Regions from separate parts of the Canis lupus genome. Here region 1 is linked to region 2. A link is a contact called in public Hi-C data. All regions are on one chromosome and are shown on one strand. The core of a region is the stretch at or near the end of the contact, and the rest is flanking DNA. Distances in the headings are between cores, read along the strand shown.

Evidence for each region. Hi-C and Micro-C count contacts between places; a contact is called where the count stands out from the background.
Region 1: a Hi-C map of amygdala shows a contact between it and region 2, with 6 times the contacts expected there. The contact joins two enhancer-like sites. A contact is called at or near these places in 2 of 9 Hi-C or Micro-C datasets (amygdala and liver).

What each region holds. Positions count from the first base shown.
Region 1 is chr25:13,062,969-13,066,004 of UU_Cfam_GSD_1.0, forward strand. It overlaps LOC119877533 (a long non-coding RNA gene), which reads left to right. Exons shown (of 3, transcript XR_005378438.1): 3 at 1-2,644. The region is part of intron 4 of LOC111092401 (a long non-coding RNA gene); the gene reads right to left. Among named protein-coding and RNA genes, the nearest start is that of WASF3, 58 kb to the left of the region's middle. Within about 2 kb of position 1,428, at least 2 of the 20 cell types and tissues checked have an H3K27ac peak or open chromatin away from gene starts, as enhancers often do.
Region 2 is chr25:12,862,754-12,865,556 of UU_Cfam_GSD_1.0, forward strand. No RefSeq gene overlaps it. Among named protein-coding and RNA genes, the nearest start is that of GPR12, 61 kb to the left of the region's middle. Within about 2 kb of position 1,413, at least 7 of the 20 cell types and tissues checked have an H3K27ac peak or open chromatin away from gene starts, as enhancers often do.

The DNA of each region.
Region 1 (3,036 bases), core at 178-2,677, 200 kb after region 2:
ACACAGATGCAGGTGGAGGAGAGGAAAGAACAGAATCAGAGATGGAAATGAAGACTCTCAAATGTTTAGAAGTGAGGCAGAGAAGGAGGATCCAGCAATCAGAGCCTGAGACCAAGTGTCTAATGAGCAAATGAGAAGTGAGAGTGTGGAAGCCTAGAAGCACAAAGGACTTACTGCGTGCCAGGGACTGCAAGCCCCTCACCAGAGGCGGAGGGTGCCGTGTGTCAGCTGTTTGGGTTTACCCACCGAAGACAGAGCCTGCAAAGAAATATTGGAAGGTACAGCAGGTGAGCCCAGCACACACAGGAGTTCATCGCCTTCGCCCAGATCTGGCACACGGCCAAATCATCATGCAGTCTCAATCTGCCCACCCTCAGGGAAACGGGCAAGGCTGCCCAGGAACCCGTCCTTGGCTGCCCTCGGGCTGCTTTGTTTACGCATGGTAGCCTGTCCACTGTGTGCCAGGCACGCACTCGGGGATAGACACGTGGATTACCTATGGCCCAGCCTTCAGGGAGCTCCCAGCTTAGCAAGGAAGAAAGCCAGAATGGAGTTGCATCTCCGGAAGCAGCTAGGTAGATCCTCACATCAACATCAAGAAGAAAATCAAACACAATCAAAATTATTCTTGGGGAAAAAAGATCCCTCGGGGAGGTGGTACGTTGGCATCTGAAATGCAACCTCTCAATAAACACAACATAGCCAGTTTCCCTGCAGCACTGGAACAGATGGCTGCTTCGTGGCTGAGCACCAGAGGAAGCACTTGGCTTGGCTTGTGTTTTGAGGTCATGTTGTATGAAAAATATGTATCGTAGCTTTAAACACTGGTGTGTGAGATGCTCCCAGCAATAGAGGATCCGAACTGGGATACAAATATTCACAGATTCACACCCCCGGGGCATATGTGTAACGTGGTGGGAACGACTGGCAAAAATCACACACTTCACATTGTTTTTTATTAAAAGTTTTCTTTGAGCACCTGCAGTTGAATTCGCTTGAGTTATGACCATACGACAGGACTCAACTGCAAAAAGACCATTATGATGCCATGTGGCAAGGGTGATGTGCTTTCAGGGGAGGTGAAGCAGGTCAAAGATGCAGCAGGAATCCCTGCCCTCGGCTCCCAGAGCCCTAGAGAGGCCGGCAGGGCTTCCCGACTTTGCCTAGGCGAACAGTGAAGTGAAAGGAGAGCTGCGCTGTTTTGGGCTCAACCCCAACTTGCTTCTGGTCATAAAGGGAAGGAGCGGGAGAGGCCCCGCTCCTGGAGGCCCCCTCTAAGGGCCTGCAAGGGAAGGAGGAGGCAGAGACCCAGCCACACTGGCCTCTGTAGAGAAGGTTCCGGTCCTGCCTCTGCCCACTCTCCGTGCCCTTCCTCCCTGGAGCCCCCCTGAAGACTCGGTGCCAGGCTGCCTGCTCAAGTCCAACCAGTCACTCACCCCAGCCCGGGTGGAGCCTTCCCCAGGCAGCTCCGTTAGTCCTGAGAGCCTCTCACTGGGAGCTGCTGTCCCTGGTCTTTATGGGACCATCCCAATCTTCTTTCCTCCTCCCAGGGCCTGTAGGACAAGCCCACCCCAGCCCCGTCACCTGTTGCAGGCGTGCGTCTTGGGCTCAGCTCACTGGACCTCACTTGGTCTTTGCCTGCGGGCTCCAGGCCCCGCCAGCTGAGGCGGAGGACGCCTACCTTTCACTCCAGCTCCTTCGGGCAGCACCGGCCTGGCCAGCTGTGCCGACTCCCCTGCCCGAGGAGGAGATAAAGCAAGAATGCAGAGGGAGCCAGCTCCTGATGCCCCCCGATGACGCAGATGACATCTTGACTAATTCACCCACTAGGGCCCCTCATACAGACCCTTGGTTGGATTTGCGGCCCCACCTAAGGATCTGAAAGTGGGCTTTGGGACCATACTCCTGCCCAGCTCAGGTGTCCCTAGACAAGCTGTCCACAGGTGCAATGCCCCAGGAGGACCAACAGCACTCACTATTCCATGGACTTGGCCGAATGGTTATGACACTTACAGTAAACTTGCCCAAGAAAGGCGGGGCCTTTTTCGGCCTGATCACCCCTCTTGACTTCCTGAGGCCTTATATGTCTCCCTGTTCTTAAAGGTTCAGCTTTGCCTCGCCTCCCCGTGAGAGGAGAGGGAAGAACATGTCCCAGTTCCCCTCCTGCTGGGGCACATCACCTCCCAGGCTTGCCCATCATTACAGACGGCAGAGGCCACTTCTGCTTGTTTGTATGGGATTTCCATCTCTCACTGCCTCATAAGGGGACATGGGTACCATGCATATGGCACATTAATGCCATTCCAATAATTCCTTCTGAATGGAATTTCCAATAATTTTTGTTTCCAGCAGTCTTGTGTATACAAAACAAACAATAGAAAAAGAAAAAATAGATGATGAATTAATTGTACAATCACAAAATTGCAAGTTCTTTGAAAAGTCCTCTGGGCCTCCTGCCTCAGACCTTCTCTGGCTCCCAGAGCCCAGATAAAACCACCTGCCGCAAGAAGAGACTCAACCCCATCTTTAGAACTAAAAAAAATCTGGAGCAGGGGACTGCCACCTTCTTTGCTGAAATCCCCAGCCATCTGTCGTCATGTTGTCACTCTTCAGCCTCTACCTTCATTTCTCATTAAATTTTCTTTATGGCTTTTCTTACTTCTGGAAGCTTGTTAATTGCTCTGCCCACATCCAGAAGACGCTCCAGAAAGCGGGCCACTTGTCGGGTTCCCTCAAGGGCAGCCCTCAGGTTGTGCTTGACGAGCATGTGTTAAATAGTGCAATCTAATTGCTCTATCACTGGTAACCCATCATGATCCCAGGAAGCAATGCAGTCTGGGTGCTTCTGATGACATGGTTTGAGACCGGTTCAGTGAACGTAAGTGTATTTGGAAGTTGTATCAAGAGGAGCCAAAGAGGCAGTCATCTCCAGAGCTAGAGATGGTGCTCACCAGGCATCTCCGCTGTTGGCCTGGGCTCCCCCTCCAGCTTCCTCACCACACACACACACACACACACACACACACACACACACAC
Region 2 (2,803 bases), core at 163-2,662:
GAATTTGAACTCCAGCAGCCTGATTCTAGAAGTTTCACTCTTTACCCTCCATGTTTTATATTATTTTGCCTTGCTAGCAAGGCAATAGTATAAATGTGATGATGGTGAGCAGGAGCTATGCCTTTTGTCTGCATATTACTATGTGTAGCATATCAAAAAGGCTTTATACATTTTTAAAAAATTAGAAAACTATACAATTTTTTAGACCTGAACTTTCACTTGATTACAAAATTTACAGGTACTAAAAGAGTAAGCAGGAAAGCTCTCCCTTCTACCTCCACCGGGTGCCCTCTCCTAGATAATGCCCTCACTTTCTTGTGGATCCTTTCAAAAGCATTTTATGCGCATGTAAATAATGTGTTCTTTATTCCTCTTTTTATCTAGTGAACAGCACATATGCACATTTCTCTGCTCCTTGTTTTTTCACTTTAATGTTTCCTGAAGGTCATATCAATTCATTTAAAACATCCTCATTCTTAGGACGGTTGCAGGGTCCTCCATGGTGCATCTGTTATAACTTAACAAGTATTCTGTTGAGAGAATAGTAGGATATTTCCAACCTTTTGTGATTTCAAATAATTCCGTGGTGAACCTATCATTTAGCACATGCGCAAACAAAGCACATGGAATCGATGCCCGTCACACTGACTGCAACCTATCTGCCTCCATAACAGGTTACCCCAAATCCAAGTGACCTAAAACCATGACATTGGTCTGGTGCGGTTTTGTGTGGGCAGGACTCGGTGAGGGCCCCGGTGTCTGCTCCCCGGGCCGTCGGCCGTGACCCTCAGGTCGGGGGCCGAGTCCCCTGACCGAGTCTTGCCCACCCACAGGGCCTGCGAGCCCTGGCTGGTGCCTGGGGTCCCTTGGCTGGGAGCAGCCCCTGGCCTGGGGCCCCCGCAGGCAGCCTGGGCTTCCTCGCGCGGCGGTGGCTGAGCTCCAGAAGGACATTCGGGCGGCCCCAATCCTCTTTGCCCTTTAGCCTTAGAAGTCAGGCGAGCACCAGGCCTCCCCCAATGCCACGCGGCTTCGAGGGGAGGGGAGCAGCGGGGCGCTCTTGGCGGGCGCGGGGTGGCAAGGCTCTGGAAGAGAAGACGGCGCAGAAACGCTGTTGTCGGGGATCCCTGCGTGGCGCAGCGGTCCGGTCGGCGCCTGCCTTTGGCCCAGGGCGTGATCCCGGAGTCCCGGGATCGAGGCCCGCGTCGGGCTCCGGGCGTGGAGCCTGCTTCTCCCTCCTCCTGTGTCTCTGCCTCTCTCTCTCTCTCTCTCTCTCTGTCTCTATGTCTATCATGAATAAATAAAATATTAAACACAAGAAAGAAAGAAATGCTGTCGTCACATTTCGGGAAAACCCAACCGGCGGCGGACACAGTCCAGGGGCGCACGGGCTCCACCGCCGCCTGCCGACGCCCGCTCGGCCCTTCTGCGGCTTCGCACCCACTCACTGCGGCGCCGGCGCGGGGACAGCGCACCCGGGTCCCGAGGGCCGGGGAAGGACTACGCGCGGGGCGGAGCGCGGAGGACGCGGCGCAGGCGGTCTCCGGGGCGCGCTCCGCGTGGCCGCTGGGGGGCGGCGTCTCCTCGCCGAAGCGCAGGGAGGCGCGGGGCCGCGGGGCCGCGGGAGCCCGGGCCTTGGCTCCCGCCCCAGGGCAGACAGCGGCCCGCTCGCCTTCCTCTCGCCCCCTGCGGGCCAGGAGGCGTCCCCGAGCCCCAGCGCCCGGCGCCGAGCGGGGGCCCCAGGGGCCGGAGGCCCGGCCTTCGCAGCACATTAGCGGGGGCTCTGCAGAGGCGCCCCCGGGGGCCCCTTGGCCACTTCCAGGGATGGCTCGGAGCCCCGGACCCTCTCTCTCCTGCCCAGGGAGGGCCCCAGCGGGCAGGCCCCAGGTCACCCAGCGCGCACACCCTCTCTGCTTGCACCTGCTCCTGTCGCCCGTTCAGGAACCCACATCCTGAGCCTGGGGCCCGGGCCTGGGTGACCGCTGTACACAGCCGCCTGCTTCCTGACACCCCGGGCCCTTCTCTCCCCGACCTCCACTTGCCCTCTCCTCACCCTGCACCACTCCAAGCACAGGCTGTGAGCGCCCCCCCCCCCCGCCCCCCCAGACAGGCCCTGCTGATGCCGGGCAAGCTCCCTGCCCCCTCACCACCACCCCTCAAGGCTAGCAGGGGACAGAGCCGGATTTGGACAGTGCAGCTGGGACGGCTGGATGATTCCACTGCCCATGAACTTGTAAAATAAAAAAAATGAATGAGTCAGGCAGGCGTCCACCTTCCCAATCTTGGACGCTGAACTCAAGTCCTGAGATTCAGGGCCAGGTTCGGCCATGGGGTGGGGGTCAGGGATAGGGCAGGGTACACAGCCTCTGAAGGGTCATGGTTTGCTTTTAGCTCAAATGAGGGACCCAGCAGGCCTCGTGGGCTACCCTGCAGCCTCCCATAAGAAGACCACGGGGTCACGTGTGTCAAGCTCACCCACTCACAGTTGCCCCTTTGGGTCCTGACCCATCATCACTTTCCCTGTTGCAGAGCACCCTCGGCTTTGTGGCATAGCAGGGGTGAAGGCCGACCAGCCAGCCACCACCAGGTCCTCCTGCAGTTCCTCCCAGCGGCCTGGGAACAGGGGGCGGGGGGCAAAACAGGAGTGCAGAGTTGCTTCAGGAAGACCTGGCTTTGAGCCATACTTCTAGAAGCTTTGGGCAGATGACTTGGGTCCAGTTTTCTCACCTATAAAATGGATCTCAGTTCTCATATGCTTCATAATCACTGTGGTTTCTTTTTTTTTTTTTCTTAAAGATTTTATTTA